Linked DNA regions of Mus musculus: region 2 is linked to region 1. A link is a contact called in public promoter capture Hi-C data. All regions are on one chromosome and are shown on one strand. Each heading gives the region's core, a stretch centred on a gene start, on an enhancer-like site or on the middle of the called end of the contact. The rest is flanking DNA. Distances are from core to core; before and after follow the strand shown. Region 1 has its middle 51 kb from the start of Il1b. Region 2 holds the start of Zc3h8 (zinc finger CCCH type containing 8).

Region 1 (3,295 bases), core at 695-3,194:
ATTTCTAAAACTCCTGTCAGTTGCTGGATGTCCTAAAGCTGTTGAATATGGACGTAACTGTAAATCCCAGAGTGTTTTATTTTGAGATGAGAGTTTTGCTACAGTTTATACAGGATATTTTCCTATTTAGACCTCAGGGCTATCTTGGGACCCACTACTAAGTGTGACCCCTCCCCACAGCTTCAATTCTGGGTAGATGAGTTACATAACCTTTAAATGTGATATCCAGCAGGAAGAATGTATTTCTCTCTTTTAACTTCGGGAAAATTTTGTTTTAAAGGTCTAGAAAAAAAGACAGTAAAAGAAAACAGGGGTAAAAGAATTAAAAACCAACTGTAAAATAAACATTCTCATGGTATACAATTGTGCTACCTGAATAAACTTATGTGCATAAATTATTTAAAAGTGCTATGAAAAAAAAAGAGTGTGCATTTCTAAATTCTAAATTGGTCCATAAATTTCTCTACATCAGAGTCACTAACAAAAATGTCTTAACCTAACTTTACTAATAATCTACTTCTACAAATTCTTTCTAAGGGTGCTAGTCATTGCTAACAATCTGTATCTCTAAGTTCTTTCCAAGGGTGCTCAATCATTAATCTGTAGCTATGCATATCAATCACTGATATTGTAAATGCCAACATTACTGCCCAGGGAGGGGCTAGAAGACCCCTTAGAGTTTTCATACAACTCATAGATTAGGAGAGATACAAGGGCAACGAGCAGAGCAAGACCTCACCACAGCAGGAAGACCTCAGGACCACAACAGCCCTTGGGGCTCTGCTCTCCAAGGCACACCCATCATAGCTGTGCTAACTGGTGGGCTGCATTCCATGAGTTCTAAAGCTGTTTGGATGTTCCTCTTGCATGGCCCTCAACAGGTGTGCTCAAAAGAGGAAACAGTCGGAGACAGGCAATGCATTCAGTTTTTACCCTAACCTAGATGGTGGCTGTGTCTTCCCCAATGGCTGAAGTCTGACCTCACAATCATACTCAACTGGCTAGTCTGAAAATAATTCATACACAGAAAAAGGGGTCACAACTCGAAGAAAAAAAGTGACTGCTCCAGGCCAACAAATTCCTAGAACAGTGAAGCCTCTGGGTAAATGAAGGTTTTACTGGGAGGGAAGATTAAAACATTTGCATGAAAGTCTTTCAATGTGGGAGAGACAAAAAGATTATAATTGCTTGTCTTAAACATGAGTTTTATAGTATTTGTTAGAAAAGAGTTATATTGTTATAGGTCTGTGTTGCAGGATATTTAATCACACTGTGAGCCCTAAGATGTGTTATTTATTGGAAAACCCTGCTTTTAGTTTGGTGTGGCTCAGCCTTTGCAGACACCTTTAATCTAAGAGCTTTCTGCTTGAATATTATAGACATGATTAAATAAAGCCAACCATAGATCAAGAGGTAGAGTAAGCAACCAGTTGACAGGAGGTAAACATAGAATTATTAAGGAAAAAAATATATATAGTAAGAGGGAGTCAGGATGATGGACAGAGAGAAGCACAGGAAGTAGAAGGGAGGGACATTCAGTTTGAAGGAGGTTTTTTGAGAGACATCAGAGAGGGGATTCCTTCTGGGACATCGGCTGAGAAGGAAGGTCAGCTGGGTGCTTTCTCTGCCTCTCTGAGCTAGCAGGCTTTCACACTACCATCTGGTTTCCAGGTCTTCATCGGTAAAATTGAATGATTATAATTTTGATAAAAAGCATCAGGTCTCAGGTTGTTCAGAGATTCACCAATCTGACCATGAGTAACTTTAAAGAAGAAGCTTTATTGAGATTGGCACCAGGATTGCGCCAGAAAGTCGGGATTCTCAAGATGCAGCCTTTCTGGGGTGGGGAGTGGCACATATCCTATCTACATGCAAGGATTCTGCCTGTAAGCAGGGGCTCAGTTAGCAAACAGATGTCATCGGCTATCTTGAGCAAGCAAGCTTATTTACAGAAGCAGAAACACACAGTTAGCATAGTGACCATTATCTTGAATTGTAGCCGCCCGCAGCTACATGAATCAGGTTCCTGAATGGGAGGCTGGAGCTGCATGGGAGGAAACAGCGGAAGGAATAACGAGACCAAGACAAAATTCTGATCAACCCCCACGCACCCTCCTCCCCCCCTAGTTTACTAAGAGTCTGAGCTTATAAAGGGGGAAGGCCCATCCCCCGCCACACCAGGTTCTTGATGCTTTGTCACCAGCCTGTCAGCACTTGGTCCAGGTTGTCAGCACTTAGTTGCCTGGCTGTTGCTTATCTCAGGAAGACAGATTCTGCCTCTCAGCCTCTCAGCAGTAGTGGCCGGCAGTCTTGGCAGAACAATAGACCTATCTAGGTCAGAAGACTCCACCCTAGGAGGTGCCAGAACAGGTCTGAGCCAGCCTGCTCAAAGCTGGGGGAGGCTACATTGAATAATGGACAGATATATTTAAAATTGTAAAAGACTAGATAATTACAAGAAAAACCACAGGCATTCTAGTCATTCTTAAGCAAGCTGGCTAACAGGGTCCCTTTCTCACTGGTACAGCTTTTAGAGGGTAGAGGAAATGTTTGCTTTATAGATCTTTTAAGTGTAGTAACTTAAGCTTTAAACATAATGTTAGCCATCATAATACTTGATACTTCTTAAATAGATATGAAAAAGGGACTCATCAGGGCCACTGCAGATAGCACCTGGGAGCTGAGTCTCTCCCTTCCATTCATGCTGGCATGAAGAGTGTCACCAATATTCACAAACAAGAGCATTTCACTAATAATGCCTTTACCCAAAGACATTCTCTTCAAAATTTTTAAGTGTTTTCTTATGATGGTTACTTTTCTCTGTGTATTTTGTTGGAGTTATGATCACAATAAGGTTAGGGAGATAGATGGAGAGACAGTGAGCAATAGCATGTAGATGGATGATGGAGAGACAGAGTGAGTGACAGCATGTAGATAGATGGAGAGACAGAGTGAGTGACAGCATGTAGATAGATGGAGAGACAGAGTGAGTGACAGCATGTAGATAGATGGAGAGACAGAGTGATAGCATGTAGATAGATGGAGAGACAGAGTGAGTGACAGCATGTAGATAGATGATGGAGAGACAGAGTGAGTGATAGCATGTAGATAGATGGAGAGACAGAGTGAGTGACAGCATGTAGGTATGGATTTAAGTATAACTTTTCATCAACACAATCTTTAACTTCCAAGACATTTGAAGGCTTGGGCCTATAAAATCTGACCTCTTTCGTCTTCCTGGCAATTATTAAGCTTTGAATACAATTATTTCAGAACTCACCTAGAAAATGTATCT
Region 2 (3,711 bases), core at 137-2,636, 480 kb after region 1:
ATTTAACCTCCTTGAACATAAGATTCAGTTCCATTTCACTTCCTGGTGCCCCTTTAATGTCAACCACATATTTTGTATTTTTCCTTTCAAAGCCTGCTACACTTATTCAAAAAAAAAAAAAAACCTCTTCATGAGATTTAACCAGAGAACAAAGTCTATGTTGGGCTTTTTTGAGACTTCCTTTGTCAATGCAATTAATATATATATTTACCTTAGCCCCACATAGACTCTCAGACAAGGGCAAAAAGCAGCCACATTCTTCACCAAAATACCACAAAAACAGTCTCTATGCCACAAACTGAAAATTCTTCTCTGAAACCTCTTGGGCCTGGTCTGCACAGTTATTCTCAGCAAGTCTTCCATATTCCTACTAGGATGGTCCATTAAGCCCCATTTAAAACATTCCACCGCTTTCCAAATCCAAAGTCCTGAAATCAACATTCTTCCAAACAAAAGCATGGTCAGACCTATCCCTGGTACCAGCTTCCATTTTTTTTTTTCTTGGTTTTTCGAGACAGGGTTTCTCTGTATAGCTCTGGCTGTCCTGGAACTCACTTTGTAGACCAGGCTGGCCTGGAACTCAGAAATCCACCTGCCTCTGCCTCCCAAGTGCTGGGATTAAAGGCGTGCGCCACCACGCCCGGCTACCAGCTTCCATTTTATTTAGGGTTTTACTGCTGTGAACAGACATCATGACCAAGGCAACTCTTATAAGGACAACATTTCATTGGGGCCGGCTTACAGATTCAAAGGTTCAGTCCATTATCATGAAGGAATGAGCATGGCATCATCCAGGTAGGCATGGTGCAGCAGGAACTGAGAGTTTTGCATCTTCATCTGCAGGTCTCTAAGACTGCACCCCCCCACCCCCCCACCCCCAAATAGTCTTAATACTTAGTACTTTCTATTGAATTTGCCTGCTTTAAATATATTTATGTGTTTACTCAGAAGAGATCGTCTAGGTTCCTTTTTGTGCAATTAATTTTGCTTGGTCACCTGTCAATTTTAAAGGGGCTGGAAGAGATATATGGCTCAATAGTTAAAACATAAAGGTCTTGCGTTCTGTTCCCAACACTCATGTCAGGTGGGTTACAATAACTGGCCTCCGCGGGCATCTGCACTCATTCTCTCTGTCTCTCTCTCGTACATATAAAAATAGCACAGCTTTCTAAAGAAGAATCCTAAAGATTATTTTAATTTTTTAACGACATTGTAGTGCTGCACTAAGGAACGAATCGGACATAAGTACAGAGAGTTGCGCGTGCGCAGCTCAGGCACCGAAAGCCTCCCCACCAACGGTGAGAACTGCGCATGCGTGGTAGGGCTGGCCAGGTCGCGCGGAGTCGCGCCCAAGCAACATGAGCGCGAGCGCGTGCGCGTGCGCTGGGCGGAGCGTGTGGCCCTTGGCGCGACTGTAGCCTCCGCTTCGCTGGTTGTTCAGTACCTGCTCGGCGTGGAGAGGAACGGTCCCTGTCTGAGTTATGGATTTTGAAAATCTCTTTTCAAAGCCCCCCAATCCGGCCCTCGGCAAAAAACCGGCCGCCGACCCTGAGGAAAGGTGATCCCCACGTTCTGGTCCTTTGCAGGGCACCGCTTGGGCTCCGCCCCCTCGCTCCTGGAAACCGGCGAGCCCTGGCTGGCGCGTGGGCCGGGACCGGAGCGGGGAGGTCGGAAGGGGAAGTGGGGTGGAAGTCAGAGTAGGGACTGCGGGCGAGGGCAGTGGCCGGGCGGCGGGAGGAGGCCCCAGCCTCTGAATCTGCCCCCAGGGGCCGGCTGCTCCCCTTGCACGTGCGCTTAACGTGTTTGCTGTCAGTCACCTCCGAGGTGGCTTTGCCGGCACCTCGAGAGTTGAAGGATACATAGACTGCTCTGCCAGTGATCCTGAACCAGAACTCCCAGAATAAAGCAGCAAGCATCATTTCGGCTTAGTTTTTCTGTTAATTTGGAAAAGCGTGTTGTTAATCTCGTACTTAGTCAGAGTGCGGGATTTCTGTGCAGATACCCACTCACTTTTTAGGTTTTTTTGGTTTTTGGTTTTTTTTTTTGGTTTTTTTTTTTTGGTTTTAATTTTTCGAGACAGGGTTTCTCTGTGTAGTCCTGGCTGTCCTGGAACTCACTCAGAAACCCGACTGACCCTGCCTCCCAAGTATGGGATTAAAGACATGTGCCACCACTGCCCGGCCCACTTTTTAGTTTTTTGAGTTGATAATGCCCTCAAACTCCATCTCTCCTAAATCCTTGTCTTCTATGTTCTCTCTTTCCTCAGTGGAACCCTTGACACATCCTTCACGAGTTTTTTTCCACCCTCATTAAGATAACATTACAGTGTTGGGCTGGGCCTATTAATCTCAGCATTTGAAAGGCAGGCAGATCTTGGGAGACTGGGACCAGCCTGGTCTAAATAGCAGGTTCCAAGCCAACCTCAGCTACATAGGGGAAACACTGTTTCAAGGGGAAAGGATATATGTATATGTTCACTGCTCAGTCTCAAATACCTTAGTGGAAACTGTTAGCCTAATTGGGCTACCATAGCTTTGCTGTGTAATTAATGTGAAACTTTTTTTAAAAAAGATTTATTTGTTTTATGTATGTGAGTACACTATAGCTGTACAGATGGTTGAGAGCCTTCATGTGGTTGTTGGGAATTGAATTTTTTTTAAGGACCTCTGCTCGCTCTGGTCAACCCCTCTCAATCCAGTTGGCCCTGCTCCATCAGTCCCTGCTTGCTCCGGTCCAAAGATTTATTTATTATTATACATAAGTACACTGTAGCTGACTTTAGACGTACCAGAAGAGGGCGTCAGATCTCTTTACGGGTGGTTATGAGCCACTATGTGGTTGCTGGGATTTGAACTCAGGACCTTTGGAAGAGCAGTCAGCGCTCTTACCTGCTGAGCCATCTCGCCAACCCTAATGTGAAACTAAAAGTTTCACATCAACCTTAAGAAGAAAGTGATGGTCTCACATTACAGATGAGAAAATTGAGGCATAGAGGATTAAGGTGCTCAAGTTACTTCATTACATATGAGTTCATCACCCAGCTTCTAAAGCAGAATCATTCATGGAAATTAAGTCCTGTTGATACTGTGAAGAAATGGACACATTACTTGCAGGTGATAACATGTAAGAACAACAAGAGAAATGAATTATAATTTTTAACATGTATGAGAACTGAGTAAGGTTAAAAAAATAGTTAACACTTCAAACATGTATAAAACAATATACCCACTTACTAAAGTTTGGCTGAAATATGTAAGGGATACTTGGATTGGCCAAAAGATAGGTGAAAACGGGTCTGAAAGTAAGGTGTGTGTTTGTATGCCTGCTTTTCACTTTGCCTTTAGGTCTTTTTCAAGGTTTTAGATTTCTGTATTTTTCTCTTAGTTTGTCTTTTGATTTTGCCTGTAAACTTTTTTTCAGTGCACTAAAACATGTTTTGGTTTTTTTTTGTTGTTGTTGTTTAATTTATTTTATATGTATGAATGTTTTGTCTGCACCAGGTGTGTCCATTGTCCTTGGAGGCCAGAAGAGGAAAGTAATCTTACCTGTGGTTGTTAGTCACCAAATAGGTGATGGAAATCAAGCTAGGTCCTCTGGAAGAGCAGCCAGTGCCCTTAACTACTAAGCCATGTCTCCAGCTTGAAGCAGGGGTGACTTTGTTCCTGATAGGAATATTCATTTATTTAAAACAACCTCTACTGGCAGAAGACA

The links. Promoter capture Hi-C pulls out the DNA fragments that hold promoters and counts their contacts.
Region 2: a contact with region 1 is called in a promoter capture Hi-C map of the HPC-7 cell line, with 3 times the contacts expected there. The contact joins the promoter of Zc3h8 here to the enhancer-like site in region 1. A contact is called at or near these places in 11 of 39 promoter capture datasets (the 3T3-L1 cell line, 3T3-L1-derived adipocytes, the HPC-7 cell line and 7 more), 8 of 484 Hi-C or Micro-C datasets (the G1E-ER4 cell line, adipose-derived mesenchymal stem cells, cerebral cortex and 3 more), 5 of 115 datasets of contacts at active chromatin or transcription factors (the HPC-7 cell line, bone marrow-derived macrophages, large pre-B cells and 2 more) and 1 of 9 other capture datasets (liver).

The regions. Positions count from the first base shown.
Region 1 is chr2:129,420,045-129,423,339 of GRCm38.p6, reverse strand. No RefSeq gene overlaps it. Among named protein-coding and RNA genes, the nearest start is that of Il1b, 51 kb to the right of the region's middle. Within about 2 kb of position 1,944, at least 15 of the 459 cell types and tissues checked have an H3K27ac peak or open chromatin away from gene starts, as enhancers often do. A contact at or near this core is called in the G1E-ER4 cell line, the HPC-7 cell line and embryonic stem cells, where this site is marked.
Region 2 is chr2:128,941,695-128,945,405 of GRCm38.p6, reverse strand. Zc3h8 (zinc finger CCCH type containing 8) reads left to right here and starts at 1,386. Exons shown (of 9, transcript NM_020594.2): 1 at 1,386-1,558. The coding sequence starts at 1,482.